Linked DNA regions of Rattus norvegicus: region 1 is linked to region 2. Evidence: chromatin contacts called from public Hi-C data. All regions are on one chromosome and are shown on one strand. Each heading gives the region's core, a stretch centred on a gene start, on an enhancer-like site or on the middle of the called end of the contact. The rest is flanking DNA. Distances are from core to core; before and after follow the strand shown.

What was found. Hi-C and Micro-C count contacts between places; a contact is called where the count stands out from the background.
Region 1: a contact with region 2 is called in a Hi-C map of liver, with 3 times the contacts expected there. The contact joins the enhancer-like site here to the promoter of Lrig1 in region 2. A contact is called at or near these places in 4 of 12 Hi-C or Micro-C datasets (the A7r5 cell line, the Rat2 cell line, Schwann cells and 1 more).

Annotation. Positions count from the first base shown.
Region 1 is chr4:128,871,211-128,877,268 of GRCr8, forward strand. No RefSeq gene overlaps it. Among named protein-coding and RNA genes, the nearest start is that of Apool2, 43 kb to the left of the region's middle. Within about 2 kb of position 3,936, at least 23 of the 93 cell types and tissues checked have an H3K27ac peak or open chromatin away from gene starts, as enhancers often do. A contact at or near this core is called in the A7r5 cell line and liver, where this site is marked.
Region 2 is chr4:128,784,747-128,790,885 of GRCr8, forward strand. Lrig1 (leucine-rich repeats and immunoglobulin-like domains 1) reads right to left here and starts at 3,473. Exons shown (of 19, transcript NM_001427801.1): 1 at 2,760-3,473. The coding sequence starts at 2,992. It overlaps LOC134486819 (a long non-coding RNA gene), which reads right to left and starts at 961. Exons shown (of 2, transcript XR_010066223.1): 1 at 1-961.

The DNA of each region.
Region 1 (6,058 bases), core at 2,686-5,185, 87 kb after region 2:
CCCATCTTTATCTCATGGTACTCTGGTTATAAAAAAAGATCATGCTGTTTGACTATTTATTTTAAAGGGATCTATTAGCTCTTAAACTAATACACATACATGGAGAAGCTAACTTACTATATCCTGGGTCGCTTTGAAATTTTAAGGTTTGTTTTTTTTTTTTTTTAAAGCAGACATCAAATGTGAAGCAATGTAGATCAGGGTGAAATTTCTTTGTCTGCTTTTTGATTGAGGCATAATTTCCCTGCTTTCAGAAACATGAGGCTGTTAGAAGGGTGGGTCTCTGTGGGTGATTCAGATCAAAACCCTTTTGGTCTGGGAAGCCTGAGCACCAAGATATTTTCACGCTGGGATTACTTGTCCAGATGGCCTGAGTGCAATTTTCTTGGCATGCTCGTAAGAACACAGGAATTTTCAGGGGGAAACCAGAGAGCATAGTAGGGAGGAGAATGGGTGGGGGAGGCCAAGTGGGGGCTAAGTCAGAAGTTCTGCATTTCAGCAAGTGTCATTGGCTGGGAACTAGGATCAGTCCATTGCATTTGGATGACCACCGGTGTGCCAGCATATGGCTAAGCAGGGTGGTTAAGAGGATTTGCCAAGGTGGACACCATTGAAAGAGTTGATTTTGACCGGACAGCGTGGGCAGCTCTTGGAGAGTTTTGATAGCCACTGTTTGAAAATCTGGGAATGAGGCATGCCAGGCAGGAGTCTTGAACTCCCCCGTCCCCACAGCATCTGGTGGACACACACCTTCTCCCAGTAGTTCTGTTAGTCACGGTTATATGATTCTGGAACTGTTTTTAGGCTTCTCCATCATCTCCTCTGCAGAGAGGGAGCTCCCTGCCTATTCAAAGAGCTCCTTGCCTATTCAAACAGAGGAGGGACCAAGGAACCAGAGGTAGTCACTGGAGCGTAGATGCAGCCCACCATCCAGCAAGTGCTGATGACCACTGGACAGGTCGTGAAATCCACAATCTGTTGTTTTTTAAGACTGGGTGATTGCCCAGGTCACATGAGCTGAGAAAGAGTGAGGAAGAAGTCAGAAGGCTATGGGTCTGCTGACTCTATGGAAGCAAAACCCCAAGTTTCTACAACTGCCCTGGAAGTCACGTGCTGAGGGACCGTGGCACCAATGGGAGCTGCAGTCCTTAAGTTTTTGCCACTGCCAGTGTCCTTAGGAGAGAACTAAGCCTGGCTTGAGACCCAACTCCTGACTGGCATCTTGACTTCAACCCAGGGAGGCATCTGGGTATACATGCAGATACCTCACTGACAGGCTTTGAGTGATGACTCACGTGTGTAGCTTCATGCTGCCACATTGGCGTCCACTCATGACGCACTACAGAATACTCACGACAGTGTGAAGAGTATAGATGGCACACTACAGAACACGCTTGACACAATACACTGACGGTGGCTGCACTGACAGCCAGAGGGGCAATGTGGAGTGGCACTCCAGTGAGCTAGTTCTTTCTCATGAGCTCTGTTACTTCCCAGCTGTGTGATTTTAAGCGGGTCCCTAAGTTTCCTTCATCTGTGCTCGCTCTCACGTATAAAATGAGATGGCAGCACCTAGATGAACAGACTATGATGAGGAGGAAATGAGCCGCACGCACCAGTATCTAAGCACAGTGCACAGCAGCCCAGCTATTGACGGCCATGACTTATGTGACTCCTGGCGTGTGGTGTGCCGTGGGCAAGGGGTTTTAGAATACTACTCTTCATAGGACCTCTGTGCCAGAGGAACCATTGCATCCATTTAACAGATTGGGAAACAGATTCAGAGGGATTCATTAACTCCTCTTAGAAACCGGAAGCTCCTTTGCCCTACCCCTATCTATGAAATGTTTAATGTCTTGAATGTTATTAGCTCCCTGTTCGAGGTGACAGGCCTAGCGCCTGCCTTGAGGATACAGACAGTAGGAGATTGGGATTCAAAGACTCTAGGCAAAGCAGTCCAGTGATCTCTAGTCTTCCTGGTCTCTGCCCTGTGGGCGCTCCTGTTTTCCTAGCGTGTTTGGGGAGCTCTTGGTCACCCTCAGACTTTAGATCAGAGCTACTGATTATACAAAGCAATGCCACATCCAGCTCCATTTGTTTTCCCAAATGCTGTCCTCATGTTCAGCTGTGGTATGCCAACAGTGAGCCCCTCTGGGACATTTGTTACTCGAGACCTCGCCTTTTACTGATTCAACCGGAATCAGTTGGTGCCCTGAGGTCTAGTGAGCAGAGGACAGTACTAGTCTACTGTAGGGAGCCTCACAGTCAGCTCAGGACACCCTACCACCAAGTTCTCAGCACAAAAGAGATTTATTTGCCCCAGAGGAACAAAAGGCAAGGAATAAGAGACTAAGACAGGAGACGGAGGAAGAGGGAGAAGGGGGTAGGGAACAAGGGAGAGGGTGGAGGGATAGAGAGGAGACAGAGGTGGCCCATAGGAAAACAGCAGTGTAAAGGTAAAATGGGAAATCCCAGCATTAGGATTAGATGTTTATTTTTAATTGGGCATGTTAATTAAGGTGGCCCAAAGGGGGCTTTTGATTGCTGGACTTCAATACTTGGATAGCCAGACCTTGGTAGTCAGCCTCAGGAGGAAGAAGTGGCCAAATAAGGGAATAGACCTTGGGGGCCAGCTTTAGAAATGTAATCTAACAGTTTCTAGCAAGACAGAGGGAATGTGGGAGAAGGGTAAGACCTGCCAGGGTCATGCTTGCCTTGGTCGGGCTAGCTAGAGTCCCTTCATCTACAGTGCAGTTCTCCTGGGTGAAAGAGCGTCCTGCCCCAAATGTCCACAGTGCCTGGCAGTCCCACGCTTTACGGCAGGCTGCCCGGCATCTCTGCTGATCCCTGGGCCCCAGTTGATCTTGCAGCTAACTCTGTTCTTAGTGACAGACAGGAACTTAAAACACACATGTCCTTGGAGGAGGGCCAAATACCTGGGCAAAAGGAATTTTAGATTAAAAAAAAAATTTAAGGTCTTTATTTTTTTTCTCCTCCCCAGTGGTTATGTCTTCTCTGCACCCCCACCCTCAAATTGTTTTCATTCTGGGTTTGCCGAAGAACCTACAAAATGTAGAGAAATCAAAATGAAAAGAATCATAATCCTATTACTCCCATATAAAAGAAGCTGCTTACTTTTAGTATTCTCTCTCTCTCTCTCTCTGTCTCTGTTTCTCTCTGTCTCTCTATCTCTTTCCCCCACCCCTATTTTTTTTTTGAGACAAGGTCACCTGCATCCCATGCTAGTCTCAAAGTAGCTGAGGATGACCTTGAACTCCCGATCTCCTGCCTCTGCCTCCGGACCCCTGTGATTATAGGTGTGTCCCACTACATCTGGCTTAAGCAGTGTTGCTGCTGGCCTCCTGCATGCTGAGCAAGCATTGTACAAATGAAGCCACATCTTTAGTCCAGCAGTCTTATATTTTTTATCGAAAAGTGAAATAACGAGGTACATAGAATGTAAGATTTTTATAAGTTAAGACTAATTCCCAAACATTTGTGTATTTATCTACCAAACGCCACTGGTTTTCATCTAACCGGCCAGTGTGTAGAGGAGGAAGTTATCTCATGCTGTCATTAGGTTTCTGTGGCATCAACTTTTAGGACCGCAGGTTGCTGTCCCCAACTGTGGCTCAGTCACTGCTCAGTTGTTGAGATTTGGAGTCTTCCCTCTGCCTCCTCCTTCCCTCCCTGTTTCTGTCACCCCATCTTTTCCTTCCTTTCCTTCTCTTTCTTTTTTTCCTCTTCCCCACTCCCTCCCTCCTCCTCTCCTTTGCTATCAGAAATACCTCTATCCCGAACATCTTTGTGGCTTAGCCTTGGCAGGCATCCCGAATGACGTTTCCAAAAAGACTCTGGCTCTCACTGCTCTGGAAACCACCTACTTTGACTGAGGTCACATGGCCAGCAGCAAGTCCGAAAACACTGCGAGTGGAAAAACTGCAAGTGTTTGCCTCTCCTAATTACACAAGCGCTTCCAGGTTGTAAGAGGCGAGAGGCCAGCCTGTTCTCACCGGACATGTGGTTTCCACGCTGTCTCAGCCTGCCGCGGTAAGCCAGTCTTTGGCAGGGAGAGTAAGGTTAAAACCTCTTCTGCCAGAGGCTTCCCACAATTCTAACTTCTTTTTGGTCCACAGTGAAGATTCTGGGCATTCATGGAAGGCAAAAGCAGCACAAGGGCAAATTCAAACAGAAAATGTTAGCTTGGCCCCAAGCCATCATTCCTGTATAGTCAAAGCCTTAAGTAAACAGCCAGAGGAGACAAAAGACAAGATCTCTTCTTTTCTTTTCTCTTTCTCTTCTTTTCTTTTCCCTCTCCTCTCCTCTCCTCTCCTCTCCTCTCCTCCCCTCCCCTCCCCTCCCCTCCCCTCCCCTCCCCTCCCCTCCTCTCATTTCCTTTCCTTTCCTTTTCTAGCACTGAAAATTCTGAAACAACCTGGGTCTAATTTTGCAACCTCTGTGAAGGCTTGGGTATGGCAACATTGTGATCTTGCTTGTGGAACCATATCAGAACCAATACCAAGGTTCCTTGACCTGAAGGGCAAAGATCGGACCAGCCCAACTCAGGGTACATTTGAGGGCCCATTGAGGGTAAAACTGGAATGGAGGCACTGGGGACAACACATAGAAATACTACAGAAATACTATGTGCTCCTGTTTAACTGTCCCAAGTTCAAAGTCTCAACTTGAAGTTTTCCCAGGTAAGCCAAGGACTGAGGGAGAAGACATGTGTTTTTGCCAAGCTAGAAAACCAGCTTATAAATGTGGGAGGCAACTTCTAGTGTCTTGTTCTCAGGACAGGAGGAACTAAGACACAGGAAGAAGCCACCCATCCCCAGAGCATTTAAAATCGTGTGGGTCCCCACCCATACCCCCAGGCATGAAACCTAAGGAGGAGTCCAAGGGCAAGGGAGAATGTTTTGTTCAGACTATAAAACTAAGCCAAAAGCGCAGGTTGGAAAGGAGTTACACTGCTTCAATATTGTGCAAAAGAATAGATGATAAATCTACTTAGAAGTGATGGGAGCGGTCGTGTGGAGGTTCCAAAAGCCCTGCTCCAAGTCCCGAGGAAGAATAATGGGATCTCTGGCCCCAGTGTATCTCTCTTGTTAAATGTGCTTCCTGTGGCTTCCTGTTAAAATTAATGAGCATTCCCTGAGAGGCTGGGGAAAGGTGACCTGTATGTTGGCAGAGTAAGGAAACCTCCCTTGGGTCAAAAGGCTTCTGTAGATAGCTTACACGTGGGTCACTGAGTACCATTCGGGATGATGCTAAGTGGTGCTGGCTTCCTCCTTCCTGGGCAGTGTATTGGGTAGATTCATCGGTTCACTGGGCACGTAATATATGCCAGGCACTGTCTTAGGCAGCACCAGAGTGAACTCATAAAATTCCCACCATTTATGTTCTAGTTCAAATAAAAATAAACAATAACAACGAAGTGGCAGTATCCTTTCGTCTGGAGAGTGGGAAGGTGGAGCTGGTGTCCACAGCCCGCAGCTCAGGCACAGGGTGTGGCTCAGGGCACTGGGATAGACATTCCGAATGTGCGAAAGGGCAGCATCTCACTTAGGGTTCCTATGGCCGTGATAAAACACCATTACCAAAAGCAACCCGGGAAGGACAGGGTTCCTTTCAGCTTACAGCTTGTAGTCTATCATTCAGGGTTGACGGGGCAGGAACTCAAGGTAGGAGCAGAAGCAGAAGCCATGCTTCTTACTGGCTTGGTCCCCATGGCTTATTCAGGAGGCTTGCTTCTCTAACTCAGGACCATCTTCTTAGGATTCCCCCTTACCATGAACTGGGCCTACCTGTATATGCAGACCAGACTGGTCTCAAACTCCCAGGGATCCCCCTGCCTCTGTCTCTCAAGTGCTGGGATTGAAGATGTGCCTCACAATGCTTTACTCACTTTGTCTTACTAGACACAGTCTCTCGCTGGCCTGGAACTTGCCAAGTAGGCTGGGCTAGCTAGGTAGCGAGACTCAAGGACCCACGGGTTTCCTCTGCCCCAGTTGTAACTGCAAGAATGTCATCCCTTTGTCTGGCTTTTTCACCTGGG
Region 2 (6,139 bases), core at 2,223-4,722:
ACTATTAAAAACTTTTAGCTTCTCTACACTTGGCCTAAGGACAACTCCAAAAGTAGATATGTACTGTTTACAAAAATGGGAGGAACCGATAAGCCCAGGACTCTTGCTATCGCAAACCTGCAGCCTGGAACTGTTTGAGCAGGCTGCTGTAAATCTACTTCACAGGCTTATAAACCAGCTCGAAGCATTTTCTAGACACAATGACCTTAAAAGGTGTAAATCCAGTGAAAATGCAAGATACTTCATTGTATCATACACGGAGACTTTCTCCACTGCTACCCTGCCGAGATAAAGGCAATGGTTTAAAAGGAAGGCGCTGGTCTTGGAGATACAGTTCAGAAGGAGCTGAGCGCCTAGCATGCTCCGGACCTAGGCTCAACCCTCAGTATCAGCAGGGGAAATATTTTGAGAAATATGAAGGTTAGGAGACAATTCACACTTGATTGCACTTTAAGCAGAAATAAAACAAACTTGTAAGTATTCTTCAAAGCCCTCCTCCCGTGTGTGTGTGTGTGTGTGTGTGTGAGAGAGAGAGAGAGAGAGAGAGAGAGAGAGAAAGAGAGAGAGAGAGAGCTCAAGCACACTCGCCCAAGTCACCACATACTAACCCAGAACCCAAACTCCTTGAATCTTAAAACTAATCCATTAAAACCATCTTCAGTAGAGTCATAGCTCCTGAAGCCCAAAATACCTAGTCTGGTATTTATTGATCATTAAATTGTGTGAGTAAGAGAGACTGCAATTTTAAAGGTATTTATGCTGTGTGAATTGTCACTTGTAGGCAACCAAAAGCTTAAAAATGACTAGTTGAGTTCCACTCCAAAAAAGGGCAAGGCAAGGTGGGTCGTGTGACAAAAGGCAAGCACAAATAAGAGCTCTCTCTCCAGGAAGTATGGTTCAGGACCTGAGAGCATTCCTCAGGTTCACCCATGACACAGGCTTTGCAAATCTCCCAACAGGTGAACACTTGAGAAGATATTCTGACTCTACCCACATGGTTCTATTATGTCATCATCATCATCATCATCATCATCATCATCATCGTCATCGTCATAATAATAAAAATCCCATCTTAAGTATGAGAAAATAAAAAACCTGAAATACCTCAAACTGCCTCAACTATTACTAAATAAAATCTCAGCAAAGAGCAATAGTGTGTTCACCTCCCAGGAACTGACAGAGCCACAGGGTTAAAACCCACTCTAAGACCACGTATTTTCAGTAGTGAATTCCACAAGGGAAGCAGCCGCTGGGGGGAGGGAGGGGCAAAAGGCAGCAACAGTAGCAAAAGGGTCTCAGCTGGCTTCAGAACTCACACAGCAGCCTGCCCAAGTGATGACGTAGAGACCTAGGCCTCATTCTGAGAACACAGAGTCTCCTTATTAGAAAAGAATTAACTTCTCTCCTTCAAGACAGTCAGATAGTCAGGCCCCGGTTTTCAGCAATGAAGCCACAGGTGTGAGTTAAAGCCTGCGTCATTGATTTTCTCTTTTTAAAACAACAAATGTCATGACTGAAGCTACTGCTGTACTTCTTTATGTCCTAGGAAAGACATTCAAGTGAGAAGCAGACTACTGAAGCTCGGCCTTTTTCTGAAAGGTACTAATAGTTCTAGAGATGCTAATTACTGATAGCTGAGCAAGATTCGACTCAAAAGTCTTTTTTTTTTTTTTTGAAGTATAACAATGCTATTCTATCCCACTACATTTACAGAAATCCAACGTCTTTTTGTTCCTGACAAATGTCCTGCAAAAAGTATCCCACCAACGCCGGATAGGCCCAAATCCCAGCAACAGAGAAATGTACCTCTGTGGGGTGAAACAGACTGACAGAGCCAGCCAGACCCCCTGTCAATGTCTCCTGAGGTAGCTTGTCAACTAACTTGTGCCATTTATGGAAGAGAAACTCGAGGGTGGGACCAGACCCACCCCAGTGGATCAAGCCCAAGGGGACCCCAGGGAACAGACAGGAAAGGATCTGGAACACAGTTCCTGTGCATGCCAGCCATGCGGAAAAGAGGGAACAGCTACACTCAAGACATGTCCAAGAACTCTCTCAAAGCTTTTCGATTTCTGGGTTCTCCGGAGCAGGGTCCTTTTGCCCTAGTCAGTGCCAAATCAAGCTGCCACCATTCTCTGGTGATCAGGAGACTGCAACACACGCTCACTAATAAATAATATAAATAGAATGAACACTGGAGATGAGCGTCACCGTCATTCATTACTAACTGGAGGTTAAGTTGAGGGAACTCAGGACACCAAAGGGCTGGGTTACAGAACAGACAGGAAAAAAGATACACACACAGATCCTAACACAAGACTCCCACACTCTGCCATCGTCTATCTCGCATGCACACAAATTCGCTCACCTCCACTCTTCACTCACACACCCACATACACGCACTTCGCGCTCGACAGCACACTCACTCACCTTCAAGTCACAAACCCGTGGTTCACCTCCACGCCCCACATTCGCTGGCCTCCACACTTCACGAAACACATTCAAGTCACCCCTACACGATCCCTCATGCCCTGCATCCTCACGAAAACACACGCTCGATGCAAGGCAGACTTCTCCAGAATCACGCTCACCTTCAAACCCCAGAGGTATAGTCCTCTCTCCCGAGCTCCCCACGCGTGACCTCCACCCGGCCACCCAAAAGTCTCCCAGCCCACAGAGCGCACTATCTTCCCCGCTGAGAGCACCCGCAGCCCCGTCTTAGTGACAGCGCCAGGATGAGAGGCGAAGGCGATACTCACAGGCTCCGCGTCCAGGAGGGCATGTCCCGGGGCAGCGTCGCCAGCCCGCGCCCACTGCAGTCCAGCGAGTCCCCGGCGCAAGTGCAGGCGGCCGCGCAGGGCGCCCGCGGACCGGCCTGGGCGACCGCAGACTCTGGCCCTTGCAGTAGCAGCAATAGCAACAACAGCAGCCAGAGCAGAAGGCGAGGCGCAAGGCGCGGGGCCCCGAACACTCCCGGACCCGGCCGCGCCATCTTGTCTGGAGCGCGCCGCGAAGCCGGGAAGCGAGGGCTGCGAGGTGCCGGCGGCCACGGGCCCGGGTTGCGCTCGGCGCTAGGCTCCGCGCCGGGGCATGGACGGCCGGCCCCAGTCGGCTCCGCGGCCGCTGCGCTTAGCCGGCACGCTCTGCCCGGGCCGCTTCGCAGCACCCTGCGGAGACCGCCACCCCCGCGCCCATCCGGGCCGAGCCCCGCGCGCGGCGAACTCTGCAGAGTCCAGCGGTGAGTGCTCGGCCGCCGCTGCTTGTCCTTCCCGCCGCGTTGCGCGTTGCCTTCGGAGCCCGGGCGCACGCCGAGAGCCGCTGCTGCTGAGGACTGAGAACGCTTAGCCTTGGTCTCTGCGCGTGGCGCAGGCGGGCACCTCCGGGAGGACTCTTGAGCTGATAGCCGTGGACCCCACGCGCCTCACCGTCCCGGAGCGGCCGGAGCGCACTGTGCCTCGGAGCTGCGAACAATCAGCGGCTAGCCCCGCTGCGGTCCAACCCCGCGGCCCCAGGCCCCGCCCCGGCTGCTCGCCCTCACACACCCCTCCGCTGGGGCCCCCGGGCGGAGAGCGGCCCACGTTGGCTGCTGGACTACAGCGTTACGCCCCGCCCGGCCCGTTGCTCATTGGCTTCCGGAGCCCCGGTCAGCTTCCGAGCCCGTAGGAGCGCTTGCTCTCCGAGGCCCCGCCTCCGCTCTCTTTTCCCACCCAAGGTGTGAAAGGCGGGGACTGGGCGGGGACAAGGAGGGGCGTGCTGTCTCCTCTTAAAGGAGACTTGCAGGATTTTGGCTACGGAGTACCAGAATCTGGAGAAGTGGCCTAAGCAACGGTCCGTTGAGCCTAGGGGAGGAGAGAAAGTTGGGACTGTAATCCAGGACTTTGGGAGCCATCTGGACCCAAGGTTTGTTCTGCTCTCCTAGACTACAAACAGCATGGTGGATTTACAGCAAACGAGCACCCTTTTTTCAGGTGCCTTACAGGAGAAAAAAAAGATTTAAAACTTTCGCGAGTTTCTCAGCTATTTCCTCAGAGGCGGGCAGCCTTTCTCATTTCTGCTCCAAACTCGTTCTTCTTGATATCTAAAATCCAGAAATGTGTCCTTGACTACCGAAATGAATGTATGCGAAGAAATTGAATCTCGAGGGCACGCCCACCTTCCCCGCTCCTAGTTAGTTGATAGTTCGGGAGGTGCTCTGGACTGGATAAAGGGGCAAGTTGTTGTGGTGTTGTGTTTTGTTTTTGAATATCGGAGCTTTTAAATACAAATACAGTTTTCAGGAAATTATCCGTGACGTACTCTTTATGGAGAGAGAGAGAGAGAGAGAGAGAGAGAGAGAGAGAGAGAGAGAGAGAGAGAGAGAGAACCTGTGAGTTTGGCACATACAGATCAGCATAGATTGGTAACCGCCTTGTGAAATAGTGCCTGGCCGTAGGTGAGCGCGCGCGCGCGCACACACACACACACACACTTAATGGAGGGGGTGGTGGAGAGAGAGAGAGATTAGCACTGTAATACATATCTGCCGCCTCTGGGAGCTTTGACTTGCTGGTGTCTCAACTGTACACACAGTCAGGGAAACTAAGGCGCTAGAGTCTTCTGGAAAACATTTGTTCTAGCATGCTAAATCTAACTTAAGTTTTATAGAAATGGAGTAGAAATGCTGTTCATTGGGAAAAAAAAAACCAAACGGTTAAAAGGTTTTCATTACATATTCGACATATTCAAGAAATTTGCTTCGATGCTAAATGTGACTGTCCCTCAAGTTTTTTTTTTTAAACCAAAATTGGACCTGAATTTAGTAGTCAAGTGATTATTGCCTGGTGGGCTGTGCTTTCTCTCTGTGTCTCTTCCCCCTCCCCGTCTGTCTTCCCCCTCTACACACACACACACACACACACACACACACACACACACACACACACACTTCTTTTTTGATTGTTTGAGTCTCATCCTGTAGGCCAGGCTCCCCCAACCTTTCCATCCTCCAGTTTCAGCCTCATGAATAACTGGCTGGCATTACCAGAGGGTGCAGCATGCCTGGCTTTGCTTGCCATTCTCTTCATCCTCCTATCAGCCTTCCCTTTCTCCTGATTGCCTACATCATCAAATCAACGCTGTCCGGTTTCTCTCCCTCTTTTCTGTTTCTCTCAGAAGTGATGTTGAAGCAGTGATCACGTGTGCATAAATTAAGCTAAATGCAATACCTCAGAAATATTAACAGAAAAGCTCCCAGTAATAAGTGCACACGTGAACAGGAACATATGCACTGCACACGCAGTCCACACAAGCATATACCTTCCACGAGGATAAGGAGAAACCGGTCTCCTTGTTTTCACCCCTTTGGGTGGAAATAGTAAACTAGGGACAGAGTACAAAAGATCTGCAAACTGGACGAGTCTTCTATCATGGGGCTTAAGTATCATGGCACTCAAGCCCAATCAACACAAAAGAGAACATTTTAAAGATTTAGTTTACTTTTAATTGCCTATGTGTGTGCATGTGTGTATATATAAGTGTGTGTATGTGGGCATGAGTGCAGGATGTCCGAGGAAGCCAACGGCCACTGTAGCTTAATGCAGGTAGTTGTAAACCACCGGACACGGATGCTGGGAACTGAATTTTCTGTGAGAGGAGTATGACATACTTTGAAACAACATCTCACTATGTAGTGAGGTTAGCACCAAACTTGCAGCAATCCTCCTGCCTCGCATCCCAAGGGCTGGGACAAAAGAGTAGTTTAGACCAGTAAGCTGAGAGAATGAAAGAGTAATTTGATCCCTGAAACCGACAAGGTGAAAGGAGAGAGCTGACTCCTGCAGGCTGTTCTTGGCCTCCATGAATGAGCACACACCCAAATCTAATTTAAATTTTTATTTTAAATTTGCAATGATTTTTTTAAATGTTATGTGTATGTGTGTTTTGCCTACATATGCCTATGTAGCACATGCATGCCTGGTGGTGCCCACAGAGGTCAGAAGAGATAATCATATCCCCCTGGCACTGGAATTACAGACAATCTTTAAATAAAAGAATAATTTAATTCAGAATGCTTGTGAGCAGCATGCCCTTAAAGAAACTTCGGGTCATCCCCACACCACCCCTGAATCAAACCACATACTAAACACAACTGATCACACTT